Regions from separate parts of the Mus musculus genome. Here regions 2, 3, 4 and 5 are each linked to region 1. The links are chromatin contacts, called in public Hi-C, HiChIP or PLAC-seq and promoter capture Hi-C maps. All regions are on one chromosome and are shown on one strand. Each heading gives the region's core, a stretch centred on a gene start, on an enhancer-like site or on the middle of the called end of the contact. The rest is flanking DNA. Distances are from core to core; before and after follow the strand shown.

Region 1 (2,745 bases), core at 166-2,665:
AAATCTTTCTAAGTCCCACATTAACTTGCCCATCTCTCCTTCCTTCTTTTCCACACACCAGACAAGCATTCTAATACTAAGCCACATTCCCAGCCCCTAGCACACATTTCTTGCTACAGATTTCTTAACTTCTGAAAATAAATCAGTCTTATGTTCATTATTCTTTTGGTTAACTTGTTCTCCATAATAATCATGTTGTAGTTGACACCACGAATTCACTATAACAAAGTCTCAAGTTTCCGGAGATTTCACATGTGGTCAAAAGAACAGAGCTAGCTAGCTATGAGTATGGAGAGCACTTTGCCAGATAATTATTCTTCTGGTTCTTTGCTCAGAAAACTTGAATTAACTAAGCTAGGCTTCGATTATAGTAATTATTACTTGATTAATAAGAAAGGCATAGGCTTTGAAGGTGGATAGGCCTGAATTCTGTACATGCCTTTGCCGCTACCAACCAGCTGTGTGAGTTTTGGCTTTGGTTTCCTGACCAGTAAAATGGAGTCATTAGTGAGATAAAGTTTTAAATACTTTGCTATATGAAAATAATGTAGATCAGTAGATATTGTATTATTTCAAATAACTATTAGTGTTTTCTTTCTGGACTTATACGTCAGATTTGCTATACTACACCAGAATTTGCATGTGTAAGAAATATAAATAAGGAATTTATTGAATTAAACAGCAACAGTATGGCAACAGGGTAAAAGTGGCATGGAGCTGCCCATGAGTTTGTGCTGGCACTGGTTGATAAGACACTTAAATCAAGATGTAGGTTCCTTGTTGGGTCAGGTAACCAACCACAAGGATAAGGATAATGCTGCTTAATCCTAAAAACAAAACTAAAAGATTTCATCCATAAGGTCAGAGCAACATCGGTCGTCTTCCTCCACAGCCTGGCTAGTGCTCAAGGAAAGTCTCTGGAAAAAACAAAACAAAACAAAAACAAAAAAACAAAAAACAACCCACTATTGCCCGTGGTACCTAAGAGCTACTAGGCACTGAGATTCGGAGCAACTCACCCCGGAGACTCCGTTGGTATTGCCCCAGACTGTCCTCCAGGGTAGAGTTCCCTGGGGACTTCGCCATGGGGTCAGAGATGGGAGTTATGCGGGAAAGTATCCAGTGCACCCCTCCGAGGACAGGCCTAGCGCTGGGGATGAGGGGATGCCTGCCTGCTTCCTGTCGCTGCTGTCACTAGGGAACCAGGAACCCCGGACCGAGCTCCTAGGGGCTCTTCCTACCCCCTGGCCCTCATGGTGAACGTCGGGAATTGTAGTTCTCAGGCTTAAAGCCTGCAGCCTCGAGAGTCCTATGAGCCTTCCAGCTATACTACGCTTCCCAGAGGGCTATGCGCTCGGAGCGCCACTCCGACAGTTTAGCGGCCTGAGGCTGTTGCCAAGAGACGGGTTGGCGCGCCGCGCCCTTTCCCTTTTGCATCGCTTGGATTAGTCCCGCTGTCCTGCCATCCTCAGCCAGCTGGATAGACTCGCTGACAGAACCGGCCCGGTGAAGGACTTAAGACTCTTCAAAACGGGCCGGTGTGGAGTTGATCCCTGAGCCCTCGCAAGCATTCACTGCAAACTCGGTTTTAGTTAGGAGTTCTGTCAAAACTGTTTTTCTCTAGAAAATGAAGTGTAAATCTTCCAAACAGCCAAACTGTGAAAGTGACGGACACTGCAACTCCTAGCCTGCTCAGAGCCCCGCCCTCCGCGTGGAGTTGGCGCGCTGCCCGCTGGGAATCGTAGTCCTGGTTGGTTGCGGTCCCACTCCAGCCAAGCGGCTCTTTATTGTTCAAGACTGTCTTGAGGGCACGCCTGCGCAGTGGGCAGCTGCGAGAGCGTGTGGGTGAGACCCTCTGCAAAGCCCCCTTTCATTGTCTGGGTCTGGCGCCTGCGCAGTGAGGCATCGCTGGGCCCTGGCTGGAGGAGGGAGAGGACCTGGCTCGCTGCCCTTTGCGAGGCGCCTGCGCACTGAGCTGCCGTTCGCTGCCGTTCCCGCTATGTGTGGGGCGTGTGTGGAATAACGTTATTGCCCAGCGGAACCGAGGGGCCCCCAGCTCCACGGCGGCGGCGACGACGACGACGACAACGGCGAGGGGGTGGGGGGAGGACAGCGTGGCAGAGACAGACGGGACGCGCCGCGCCCCGCCTCCCGGTCCGGTCCCTCTCTGCGGTGAGGGGTAAGTGATGCGCTCGGGGTCGGCATGGCCCGGGATTCTGCACATCCATAGCTCCGGCGGCCGGGGCCGGGGCCTGGGCGCGGCCCGCGGCGGGATGGAGTGCGGGCCTGGAGGGCGAGGGGCGCCACCGGGACGCCCCGCGCGGCCGCCGCCCTCCCGTCCCCTCCCTCCCCTCCCCCATGGGCTGCGGCCGGCTGCACAGGGCCGGCTTCCCTTCAGTGCGCCCGGTCCTCTTCTGTTCACTCCCGCTTTGTGTAGCCGCCGCCTGAGCTGCCTGGGAACGCTGCGGGCGGAGCGTCTAAGGAATGGCTGCGCTGCCGCTGGGCAAGGGAGTTTTCCAGGGCGCCCATCCCTTTTGTAGGGTTGGTTTCGGGGTGTGAGGAGGGTGGCGGCGGTGAGGAGGGGGTGACGGACGACTAGCCTTCAGATGGCGTTGGGAGGGCGTGGAAGACGTGCTGTCACGCAGGCTGCCGGGCGACAGCACACCACGTAGCCTCCAGCTCGGTAGTAAACCCACGGGAGGAGCGAGTGGCTTCCTGTGGGCTTCATTGTCCCAAGATTCAGTT
Region 2 (2,745 bases), core at 94-2,593, 1.6 Mb before region 1:
CTAACTTCATATTCTTTGTAAAAACAACAACAAAAAAGTAGAATAAAACCTTCCATTTCTAAAATAGCACCACAAAAATCTTGATACCTTAGTAGAGTTAAAACTCTATACTACAATGCCGACTTCTGAGATTAATTTTACCATCTATAAATCACAGGTCATCAATAAGATCTCTAGCTGCCAGGAGTGGTGGCGCACGCCTTTAATCCCAGCACTCCGGAGGCAGAAGCAGGCGGATTTCTGAGTTCGAGGCCAGCCAGGTCTACAAAGTGAGTTCCAGGACAGCCAAAACCAAAAAAAAAAAAAAAAAAAAAATCTAGGGTCTCAAGTTTCCCTGCTGGGTTCCTGTAATCACCATGACAATGGACTAAACAACTCGTGTAAATATTAGTTGTTAACCTAACTACTGTGTTCCAAACCAGAGGGTGGGGGTGGGGGTGGGGGAATACAAGAGGGAGGGGAGAGAGTCAGCAAAGATGGAGTGTTACTTTCACTTTTTTTGCAATGTTTGCCATTTACTATTTTAGGGCTTGCTTGACTATTTATTTAGCGGTGATGTTGTCAATTTATCACGTAATGGCTGTTGAGTCACAGATCCGATTTTAAGTCATTCGGCTGGGTTAGCAACAATTCAAAAGGTCTTGCAGTTCAACATGAAACATTAGTTTTTCGGGTCCCCTGAGGCCTCTCGGGTACCCGGCCGGTCTGGGCGGCCCGACAAGTCCCGGCTGGGTTTTCTTTAAAGTGATTAAAGTGCGTGTTCCTTATGCAAGGCTCTAGCGCGACCCGGGCCGCTAGGGCCCAGTCTGACCTGGAGGCTGCGCTCCGCCTGGCGGAGGAGGAGGCAAAATGGAGGCGGCTGGGGCCGGGTTGGGCCGGGCTGGGCGGGGTTTCGGCACAGCCGCAGAGGATCCCGCCAGGTTCTAGTCGCAGCTCCAGTCCTCCATGAGGCCGCCCTCCGGGTTACCCACAGCCCACCCAGACCGCGGCTGGCGCCCTCACGGGGAGGGGAGGTGCCAGGGACAAGGACGCCATTATGAACCTCCCCGGCGGGGGCTACAACAGCCCGCGCAGACCTCTCGAGGGGACGGGAGGGCGGACGGTGGGGACGCGGGCTGGCGCCGCTTTTCAGCCCACTGTCGCCACGCCGAGGGGCTCAAGATGTTGGCCGGGGGGCGCTTCCTCAGGCGCAGAGGCGACGTCGTGGCACCCCAGGCAGGGTCCTACCTGTCCCTTCCGCGTCCCTTTCCTCCGCCATCTTGGTGCGGAGCCGGTCGCCCGGGAGACATCCAGCACGAACCCTGCGGGACCCCGCGGGCGGAGAAAGCCCCTGGATGCACGGTGGCCCCCCGATCCCCGCCCCCACCAGAACCGAGGCCCGCGTTCTTTGGGCCTAGGGGCGTCATTTATTAACAAGGCTCCGGAACCCGCCTGGGCCTGATTGTGACTGTCAAGGACGTAGTGTGCCTTGCTTATTTCTTTATTCATTTCTTTAATTACTTATTTTATTCAGCTTTTTTTTTTCCCGGCCGTCTCAGGTGCGCCCCAGAACCGGGCGCAGACCTGGCGGCCCCTTACACGGTCCCTCCCCGAAAAGCGTCCGCCCACCCCAACCCCACCCGAGCCAGGCCTTGTGGCTCTCTGGCGTCACCCTCTCCTGAGCGGAGCCACTCTGCCAGTCACGGAACTGGAGCGAAAACGGACATGGGCCAGTGCAGGAGGAAGCCCAGCCTTTCCCCGGGATCGCAGAGAGAGAGAGAGAGAGAGAGAGAGAGAGAGAGAGAGAGAGAGAGAGAGAGGACTTGCTGTAGAAAAACATGTGCAAAATAGGCGCAAACACTGCGTCGCCAAGGCTGCAATTTCTGATACAAAATAGTGTTCTCATAGCAACAAATAAATTGACGGTCTGTTCTCAGGGATACACACATTTTGTATGTTGATGGTGCAATTTGGCATGACCTTCCGATGAGAATTTTGAGTACTGAGAAACTTGGCTATCGCGTGTTTTGTTATTTGATGGATAAGCTCAGAATACTAAGATTCTCCCTTAAATGAAACCCCCCCAAAACAAACAAACAAACAAACAAACAAAAAAAACCCAACAGTTTTGAAATGTCTAACAATGTGACTCAAATTAATATCTAGTTTTAATCTTTAATGATAATTTCATGGTATATGTGTACTTATTTAAATATTTTTGTAAAAGTAACTAAATGTAGAGGCCTTTGTTTTGTCTTGATTTTTCTTTAATATAGTTATTTATTCACTTTACATCTCAGTATTTTATTTTTTATTATTAGTTTTTATTCATCGAAGTTCTGTAATCTCAGTGAATGAACCCTCAAAGCAGGCCAACTGTACTCTTCATTAAAATATTTTTTTCTATAGGCAATAAAGATTTGATGAAGTGTCTAACTACAATTTGAATAATCAGAAAATGGTGCATATCAAGCAAATTTCCCCAGCACTCAGGAGGCAGAGGCAGGCAGATTTCTGAGTTCGAGGCCAGCCTGGTCTACAGAGTGAGTTCCAGGACAGCCAGGGCTACACAGAGAAACCCTGTCTCAAAAAAACAAAAACAAAAACAAAAACAAAACAATAAAACAAAAAGAAAGAGAAAGAAAGAAAGGAAAAGAAAGAAAAGAAAGACTTCCAAGATGAACTCAAGCATACAGTAAATTAATCACCCCAAAATATGGAAGAGTAATTTATATTAATATTTTATTTATTTTATATTAATATTTT
Region 3 (2,745 bases), core at 104-2,603, 1.4 Mb before region 1:
CAAAGGAGAGTGAACACACCCAAACGTAGCCTCCCTGCGGCGATCATTCTCTACCAGGTGCTTCTTCTAGGGGTATTATTGCACTTGGAACCTGAGGGGATCCAGCCTTTGAACCCTAGCCTGAATGTTTTCAGTTCTTCAAAGTTAGATGACATAATAAACAAGGCTGTCTTTCCCTCTCTAGCGGTCACGTCATCCACCTGTTGCATCACCTGGAAAGTGGCCTTCGGATTCTAGGATCACCTCTGTGATCGCTAAATAATTCAATGGCGCTATTTTCTACATAAATTTTCGCTTCTTTCATTTTTATGAGGATGCCTTGGAGGTGAGGGTGTATTGGCTCCGGTTCACCTCTGGGGAGACGCTAGCATCCGCATCGAAGCTGTGACTTTCTAGACTTGAAGGGCTTGAGAGTTGTCGGAAGCCTCGAGCATTTGGAGACAGACAAGGGCCAGCAGGAGCAGGGCAGAGGGGAGCTGAGCAGCTTAGAGGCCAGGTGGCAGTTGGGAGGGAGGTCGCCCTGCGACCGAAGCTTCGCGGATAGGACACGGCTCATCCGCCCAGGGGTCGGGCCCACAGCCAGGGGAGCTGAGGGCTGGGACGAGGCTCGAGCCCAAGCCCTCTTTCGGACTGACTGGGACACCTCCAGGAGGCGCGCGGGCCAGTCTCGGGATTAGAAGACAGCGCGACTGTCCCCTCCCCCCACCCCTGAGAACTAAGCTGGAGGCGGAGGCGCGAGGCAGGAAGCACCGGGCCGGGGTCCCGACCCCTGACAGGGCCGGCCAGCGCGGGCCGCCAGGGGACGCACTCACCATGTCGTAGACGTTGAGCACCACTAACTGGTTAGCCCCCATCCTTCTCCCCACGGCCGCCGCCTCGTCCTCCAGCCGCTCGGTCTCCGCGGGGCGGAGGCCGCTGCCACCCCCGCGGGCGCCTCAGGCAGGGCTCGAGCCGGGCACTAAGCGTCCAGCCCGGCCCACCGCAGCCGGGGCGGAAGCATCCGGCAGCCGGGACCGCTCCCGGGAGACGCTGTCAGAAACCTGTACGAGGACCCGGCCAGACAGGTGGAGAGGCAGCTCCAGCTCAGGCGCCTCCCCTCGGCCGCAGACACGTGGGGGAAGGCGGGGCCTGGGCGAGGGGCGGGCTTTAGGCACCCTGGAGGCGGGGCCGGCCAGGATCCAGGGATGAGCCCGCCTGCGCGTTGAGGCTCTCAGGCTCTGCAGCTGGAGACCTAAAATGGCGACAGGCCGGATGCCTCTTCACCCTGGTGGCTCGAGGTCGCAGAAAGACTACCGTTCCCAGAAAGCAGAGGGAGAACCCGCGATTCCTATTGGGCGTGTAAGCAGTCTGACTACATATCCCAGCATTCACCAGGATATTGTAGGCACTCACGTCTCCCTGGGAGACTACAGTTCCCAGAAAGTCCTGCGAAGAGTTTGTCAGGGGAACCTTCGCTGTTCGTCCTTGGCGAGCAGAGACTCCATTTGCCTTTTAGTTTTCAGTGCTGTTTCTGGTGTTTGTAGCGTGAGATGTGAATCCAACGCAATGTGAAGAAGTGATGACTAAGTTTTCCAAAGCCCTTCTGCTTTTTTTTTAATTTTTGAAAATATAGAAGTGAGGCAATAAAGGGAGGAAGGTTACCCTTGTAAAAGTAGGATGTAAGAAAGTCTCCTTTAACCCTCAAAACGGAATTCACATTTCGTGAATGACAGAAAGCTAGTCAAATATAAGAGAGCCAAGAATTCCAATTAGAGGAGACAAAAGTACATAGACATAAGACATGTTTTTTGTACTTAAGGAACAAAATAAAAGTTCTCTGTGGCTAGAATATAATGAGCAAAGAGGTGATCTGTGGACAGGCAGTTAACTGGTCAGAAGACATCCTGAGTTTTCAGTTAGCTGAGATTGAATATCTATTTTACATTTTAGATTTATCAATTGTGTGTGTGTTTGTGTGTCTCTGTGTGTGAAAGAGTGAAAGAGACTGAGAAAGACAGAAGACAGAGACAAAGACAGCAAGGGGTGCAGGTGACCAAAGAGGACAGAGGGCAGGGATGCTCTGCAACCGAAGTTATAGGCTGCTGTAAGTTGCTTGACCTGAGTGTTGGGAACCAAACTGAGATCCTCTGCAGAGCAACAAGTACTTTTAGTGGGCAAGCCATCTCTCCAAACTCTGAGGTTGGATTTTAAATGAAGAGTTGGTAGGGTTTGAGCCAAGGAACGACATGAATATGTACATAAGTCTCTTAAAAGATTGCTTGAGAGCTAGAGAGAAAGCTCAATGCTTAAGAGTACTGGCTGCTCTTCCAGAGGTCCTGAGTTCAATTTCCAGCAAACACATGGTGGCTTACAACCATCTATATTTGGGATCAGATGCCCTCCTCTGATATGTCTGAAGACAGATATGATGTACTCAGATAAATAAATAACTTTAAAAAATTAAAAATTGCTTGAGTTTCTGTGTGAAATTTTAATGAGGCAAGGGAAATAGAAACATGACCATTAACGTGGTAAATTGTAAAAGTGGCTTCTCAAATTATATATGACCTTTGATGCCTCTCTCTACTGTCTTTAGCAAGCTTTGGCTTGATTTGGTCAATGGGTTATTAACAGATATAATGCAAGAGATTTAAAAGGCACTTTGGATTTGTGGCTTGGTTTCTTCCTCATCTTGGGAGTCTAGTGACCAGCCTTATATTAAAAAGTGTGGACATTAAATTTGTTGGGGGAGTTAGGGGTAGTCTC
Region 4 (2,745 bases), core at 82-2,581, 1.2 Mb after region 1:
CAAGGAAACATTATAAAGGATGATAAGAAATATTCCAATTGTAAAGCTTTGTTTAAGTCAATGTGGGGAAAAGAGCCTTCGCATGCTAGTTATAGGGCTTTTTGTGCCATGGGAATCAGTAGAACAGATCCATCCAATAGGGCCACCAGAACTTCTCCATCCTGTCTATTTTAGCTGTTTGGGTGGCATTGCCCCAGAAGCAAAAGCTGGTATTGTTCCTGCCACAGTACAAGCCTGCAACGTCCATTCTAAAAGGCTAATCCCTAGAGGCCACTGTGGAAAAAAAAACCCACAAGGATAAGACGGAGATTGGTAATGCAATAGTTTTAGCACAGACCACTTCAAACACAACACGGTGCCTTCAAAGGAGACTGCTTCGCAGTAAGGGAGCATGGGAACACAGAAGCATAGGAGTGTGACCACAGCTTTGTCCACCCACCTCTGTGTATTACACAGTATCGTGACAGTTACCAGGGCAGGCTGGGAGGGAGAGGGAAATGTACAAAAGCCAGGGGATATCTGTACGTGGTGTGGGGGAAAGAGCCAAGAGGCAAACAGCTAGAGGATGAAGGACCAGGAAGGATTTGGGGAGTCAGGTTTTCATGTCATGCATATCCAAACTGTGTATCTTGTGCAAAATGCTTCCTCCATGGCACAGAGCTCTTCAGTAGACTCATCCTCTATCCCTTTTTCCCTCTCTCACTTTGTCTCCTTGTCACTCTCTGTTCCTTTTTTTGTGTCTTTGTGTGTAATGTTGAGTGAGATGGGTATGGAAATCATTGAGTGTCCTGCCTTGTCGTTCTCTGCCTTATTCCTCTGAGACTGGCTTTCAATGAACCTGGAGCCAGGTTAGCAGTCAGCTAGTCCTGGTGATTCTCCTGTCACTGCACCCCATAGCACTGGGATTGCAGGAATAGGTGTGCCTGTGCCTGGCTTTTTATGTGGGTGCTGGGTTATTGAGGGTGTGTTTTTATTTCTCTCTCTCTCTCTCTCTCTCTCTCTCTCTCTCTCTCTCTGTGTGTGTGTGTGTGTGTGTGTGTATGTGTGTTTGTGTGTGAATACAGGGACCCGTGGAGGTCAGAAGAGGGTGTGGCCTCCCCAAAGCTGGAGTTACAGGTGGTTATGAGCTTCCCAATGTGAGAGCTGGTACTTGAACTCAGACCCTCTGGAACAGTAGTAAGTGCTCTTATCCGCTGAGCTGTCTCTCCAGACTAGATGCTAGGGAATTGAACTCAGGGCCTCATGCTTGCTCAGCAAGCGCTCTTACTCTCTAAGTCCTCTTCCCAGATCCAGTGCATGTTCTTTTGAAGACATTGCATGCATAAAGGCTGAGGAAGTGGTGGCTTTCACATCTGGATCTTAGTGGCAGCTAGCCAATACGGGGTGAGAGGGACCCAGGTGCAGAGAGCCTGCAGAGGCCAAAAGAAGCCTGTCTCCCTGAAGATGTGTAGAAGTCTTGGTGTCCCAAGGATGACTGGATTTCCTCAGGCAGAGCAATTGAGTGGGTCAAAGCAACTTGATGTAGTTCTTAAAAGGCAAGGTGGCCTTTTTGTTTAACTAAAACACAACGGATGTCAATGCAATCACGCAGACACTGAAGGACTGACTAGCATGGCTGTAAACTTACCAGTCACCCAGTTTGTAAGAATTGAGAAATAGCAGTGGAGGTGGGGAAGGGACCACTTCCTCCCTTTTGTAGTGAAAGCTCTAAAATTGGAACTCCCACACACACCTGCTCCCTCTTGGGGGATCAAGAAAGCCTCGTGGCCTCTGGTCCCAGTCACTCTCTTTATCTAGTTTCTCTAGTATTTGAAGTACTATTAGAATGCCTTTGTTTACTGATAGGTGATTCACTCTGGCATGAGCTCAGTTGTATGGCTCAGCCTCCTCAGGATGCTCCATGGTAATGCAAAGGAAAAGTGAGATGAGATTGTGAATCAGATAGCAATGGGGTTGGCTATAGGCAGTGCTGCCTGGTTTCCTGGTCACACCATTGGGAAAGAAGCTGCCTTACTTTTGCCTTGATAAATCTCACAGGAGTCTGTGGGCTGTTTCCTTTTCTATGAAGTATGGCAGCTGGATTCAAGTTCAATAACTCTAAAGATTCTGCTATGCTCCAATGAACATACATCTTCTCTCCTCCAAACCTCTGAATAGACTTTGCATTTCAGATTTAAGTCTTAGAAATGAAGTCTCACCCAGTTTTCATCCATTTGATTAGGTTAATTCTGATTTGCTACTGATTTAAGATCCCTACAAAGTGTTTCAAACTTCCTCTGTAGCCTTCTTGTAAACTACAACTTCCCCCTTTTCTCCAAACCACTTTCCCATTTCCTGTCCATACCACACAACGAAGTTCCCCTTGTCTTATTCTGCTGATGCCTCTTCCCAGAAACCCTTGTCCTTGACTGTCCCTTGTCCTTCAGGAGAATATGGACCTTACTTGAGCTCTGTGATTCATAAGGCTCCATAAAAATAAAGCAAACTGGGAACCCCCCTCTCTGCCGTGGATATTTGGAGCCTTCATTCTCTCTCAGAGAAATAAACTCAGAGGGTATAATTAGATGTAAATATATTTTCTTCCAGTTATGAATGTCAGCACGAAAAACACAGAGCAAGATAATGGATTTGCTTTCAAAAACAACATCACCCTCTGGCCTCTATCGTTTTAGGAATTATAAAGCATTGAAAACATTTCTCATTCATTCTATACAGTCTATTATAAGCAAACCCAGGGCAAGAGGG
Region 5 (2,745 bases), core at 157-2,656, 1.1 Mb after region 1:
CTGAGTCTAACACAAGTGGGAGGAGGGGTGGACACTGGTGCACACCAATTTAGTTTCCACAAACCAGTCATTAGTGCCTATGACATCTTCAGGTGCATGCAGCTCGGGACATTTTCCTCTCGTGGGTAGTCGTTGGGGACTGCAGTGGAGACAGAGAAAGCAGGCCTAAAGAAGTGACGTTCACAATCTATATTTGACTTGTTCTATATTTGCATTGCTGCTGGGGAAAGGTCCAGTGGAAAATGCGTGCTGTTCTAAATATATCCTCTCTATACCTGCTAGATTTGGATTGAAGCCTTAGGGGGCGGGGCACTGCTCAAGAGATCACCTCCAGAGAAGCATTTGGACTGGATTGTGTATCAGGTGTACCTACTGCAGACTGAGAAGGCTTGGGATCCAGTGGAAGGGTGACTTGGGTGTCACTCTGATGCTATTTCCTTCCTTATTCTGGGGCTCTGAGAGTGGCAGCTCAGAACACTGTCATAAACGCTGGGACATATCTTCCAGCTCTAAGGTAGTTGAGACTCAGCCTGCTGCGTTTGTTTGTTTGTTTTTAACGTCAGGTTCCCTGTTTATGAGATCATTTCGCTGGCGCTCTACTTCGGGCATTTCAGTGTTTTGTTTTCTTTCTATTGGGTGTATGAGGTGGGGGTGGGTGTTATTATAGCTTCCCAGGAAAGAGAGTATTTCATTCAGCATGCTTAACTGAGTTAAGCGCAGGCGTTCATAAATATTTATGAATGAGTGTATGCTAGGGTGAGTGACTTAACGGGTGAATGGACGAGATGCTTTAGAGTCCGTTGAGGGCTGTGAGGATCCGCTGTGGCTAATTTACCTCCGTAAGGGAGTTTACTTTCTCTTTTTTTCTGTACAGTCTGTTCAGGTTTCCACCTCGGCTTAAGGGTGAAGGAAGCAGAGCAAGAGCTCACTGGTCTCTGAAACTCACCTCTGCTGGGCGGGAACGCGCCCGGGAGGTGGGAGGGGGGAAAAGGGGCGGGCCGCTAAAGCAGTAGGGCGGGGCCACAGCTCAGAGGCGCGGTCAGAGGTTCTAAGAAGGCGGAGCTGTATGCCGGAGGGCGGGGCCAAGGGTGTGAGTCAGAGGGCGGGGTAACAGGAGATTCCGGGAGGGAGGAGCCGCAGGCCAGACTGCGGAAGAGTCTTAGGAGGGCGGGGCCAAAACGGCTGCCGTATGGATGAGGCCGCAAGGTAGAAGGGCGTGGCCTCCAGGGAGGTCCCGTGGGAGGGACTGCAAGTGCTAGCTAGTGGGGCTCGGGACCCACGCGGGAGGGTGGGATAGCAAGAACGCTAGGAGGGCGGAGTTTCATGCGGTGGGGCGGGGTCCTAGCACCGAAGGGCGGGGCCTCGGGTGCGCGCGGGTTGGGCGGGCCTGGCGCGGCTCCCGGGCACAATGGCCTGAGCGGCCCGCAGAGCGTGAGATCCACCCTGTTCGGGCCGCCCGGCTCACCGAGCCCTCTCTCTCACGGCGCGCCGGCGTCGGGCCATGTACTCGGGGAACCGTAGTGGCGACCAGGGCTACTGGGAGGACGGGGCGGGCGCCGAGGGCGCAGCACCGGCGGGCACGCGGAGCCCCGCGCCTCTCTTCAGCCCCACCGCGTACGAGCGCCTGGCGCTGCTACTCGGCTGCCTCGCGCTGCTGGGCGTCGGCGGCAACCTGCTGGTGCTGCTTCTCTACTCCAAGTTCCCGAGACTGCGCACGCCCACCCACCTCTTCCTGGTCAACCTGAGCCTGGGCGACCTGCTGGTATCCCTGTTCGGAGTCACCTTCACCTTCGCGTCGTGCCTGCGGAACGGCTGGGTGTGGGACGCCGTGGGCTGCGCGTGGGACGGGTTTAGCGGCAGCCTCTTTGGTGAGTCGCCCGGGACGCGTTCTCCTTGCCTCTCAACTTTCCCCCGGGTACATCAGCTCTGGGCCTCCGTCCTCCCCGGGATCGTCCCTGATAGCCAGTCATCACCCACAACTCCCTCTCTCTCCTCGAGAACCTCCCTTAGATACCCAACCCTCGCCTCCCTTCTCCCTTTCATCTGGTCTTCATCCCCAACTCTGTTTCCCTCCTTGCCTGGATTTACACACCCTTCTTCCCAGCCAGTCACCAACCCCAGCCCCTCCTGCCTCTGTAGCACTTTCCAAAGTCTCCCTGCCGCTGGCCATCTTATTTCCCCTCATCTATTTTTACTTCCTACTGTAGCTCTCAACAGGGCAGCTCACAGTGGACTTTACAGAGGGAGAAAGAAATGAGGCCCTGTAGAGTCAAGAGATGCAAGAAAAAAGTCAACTCCTGAACAGTGGAGGCGAGAACAAGGAGAGATTTAATTCACAAATTTAGTATTTGTTCCTCAGAATGACATGTAGAATCCTAAATAACGCAGTATTTTACCCCCTTTCACTCGTTAGCAATTATAAACAGTTGAATGCTTCCTAGGGGATGAGACTTTTTTTTTTTTTTAATTTCCTGTACATAGGTTCTGTCACACCAGAGGTTACAAATGGCGCAAAGGAGTCCAACTCATAATTAGCAGGGCAGCCAGTACATTTAATTGAAGTAGAACTTGTTGCTTTCTTGAAGATTTATATTGAGAATTGACAGGTTGAAGGTTGACTGATCCAGTATTCTAAGCCTGGGAAAAACGTGTGTGTGTGTGTGTCCCCTAGGGATTTTGTTTGTATAACGATTTAAAATAGAAATGGATATTTCTTAAGGCTTAAAGTCCCTTTCACAAACCTTA

Evidence for each region. Promoter capture Hi-C pulls out the DNA fragments that hold promoters and counts their contacts. Hi-C and Micro-C count contacts between places; a contact is called where the count stands out from the background. HiChIP or PLAC-seq counts read pairs in DNA pulled down with a chosen protein or histone mark.
Region 2: a promoter capture Hi-C map of pre-B cells shows a contact between it and region 1, with 5 times the contacts expected there. The contact joins the promoter of Efcab2 here to the promoter of Sdccag8 in region 1. A contact is called at or near these places in 5 of 39 promoter capture datasets (the 3T3-L1 cell line, the C10 cell line, embryonic stem cells and 2 more), 1 of 484 Hi-C or Micro-C datasets (uterus), 3 of 115 datasets of contacts at active chromatin or transcription factors (bone marrow-derived dendritic cells, large pre-B cells and microglia) and 1 of 9 other capture datasets (liver).
Region 3: a contact with region 1 is called in an H3K27ac HiChIP or PLAC-seq map of microglia, with 7 times the contacts expected there. The contact joins the promoter of Desi2 here to the promoter of Sdccag8 in region 1. A contact is called at or near these places in 6 of 39 promoter capture datasets (3T3-L1-derived adipocytes, hippocampal neurons, liver and 2 more), 1 of 484 Hi-C or Micro-C datasets (B cells) and 3 of 115 datasets of contacts at active chromatin or transcription factors (astrocytes, fibro-adipogenic progenitors and microglia).
Region 4: a promoter capture Hi-C map of pre-B cells shows a contact between it and region 1. The contact joins the enhancer-like site here to the promoter of Sdccag8 in region 1. A contact is called at or near these places in 3 of 39 promoter capture datasets (frontonasal cranial neural crest, hippocampal neurons and pre-B cells), 1 of 484 Hi-C or Micro-C datasets (B cells) and 2 of 115 datasets of contacts at active chromatin or transcription factors (acute myeloid leukemia and large pre-B cells).
Region 5: a contact with region 1 is called in a Hi-C map of natural killer cells, with 8 times the contacts expected there. The contact joins the promoter of Opn3 here to the promoter of Sdccag8 in region 1. A contact is called at or near these places in 7 of 39 promoter capture datasets (the HPC-7 cell line, cranial neural crest, embryonic stem cells and 3 more), 9 of 484 Hi-C or Micro-C datasets (CD4 T cells, CD8 T cells, Sertoli cells and 5 more), 5 of 115 datasets of contacts at active chromatin or transcription factors (astrocytes, embryonic forebrain, embryonic stem cells and 2 more) and 1 of 9 other capture datasets (adipose tissue).

What each region holds. Positions count from the first base shown.
Region 1 is chr1:176,813,330-176,816,074 of GRCm38.p6, reverse strand. Sdccag8 (serologically defined colon cancer antigen 8) reads right to left here and starts at 1,415. Exons shown (of 18, transcript NM_029756.3): 1 at 1,020-1,415. The coding sequence starts at 1,086. It also overlaps a transcript of Cep170 not described here.
Region 2 is chr1:178,404,616-178,407,360 of GRCm38.p6, reverse strand. Efcab2 (EF-hand calcium binding domain 2) reads right to left here and starts at 1,343. Exons shown (of 7, transcript NM_026626.3): 1 at 1,228-1,343. The coding sequence starts at 1,258.
Region 3 is chr1:178,186,025-178,188,769 of GRCm38.p6, reverse strand. It overlaps Desi2 (desumoylating isopeptidase 2), which reads right to left and starts at 1,353. Exons shown (of 5, transcript NM_024282.3): 1 at 813-1,353. The coding sequence starts at 854.
Region 4 is chr1:175,639,582-175,642,326 of GRCm38.p6, reverse strand. The region is part of intron 4 of Kmo (kynurenine 3-monooxygenase (kynurenine 3-hydroxylase)); the gene reads right to left. Among named protein-coding and RNA genes, the nearest start is that of Kmo, 8.8 kb to the right of the region's middle. Within about 2 kb of position 1,331, at least 50 of the 459 cell types and tissues checked have an H3K27ac peak or open chromatin away from gene starts, as enhancers often do. A contact at or near this core is called in B cells and pre-B cells, where this site is marked.
Region 5 is chr1:175,691,293-175,694,037 of GRCm38.p6, reverse strand. It overlaps Opn3 (opsin 3), which reads left to right and starts at 1,406. Exons shown (of 4, transcript NM_010098.3): 1 at 1,406-1,868. The coding sequence starts at 1,502. It overlaps Gm39707 (a long non-coding RNA gene), which reads right to left and starts at 992. Exons shown (of 3, transcript XR_865748.2): 1 at 947-992.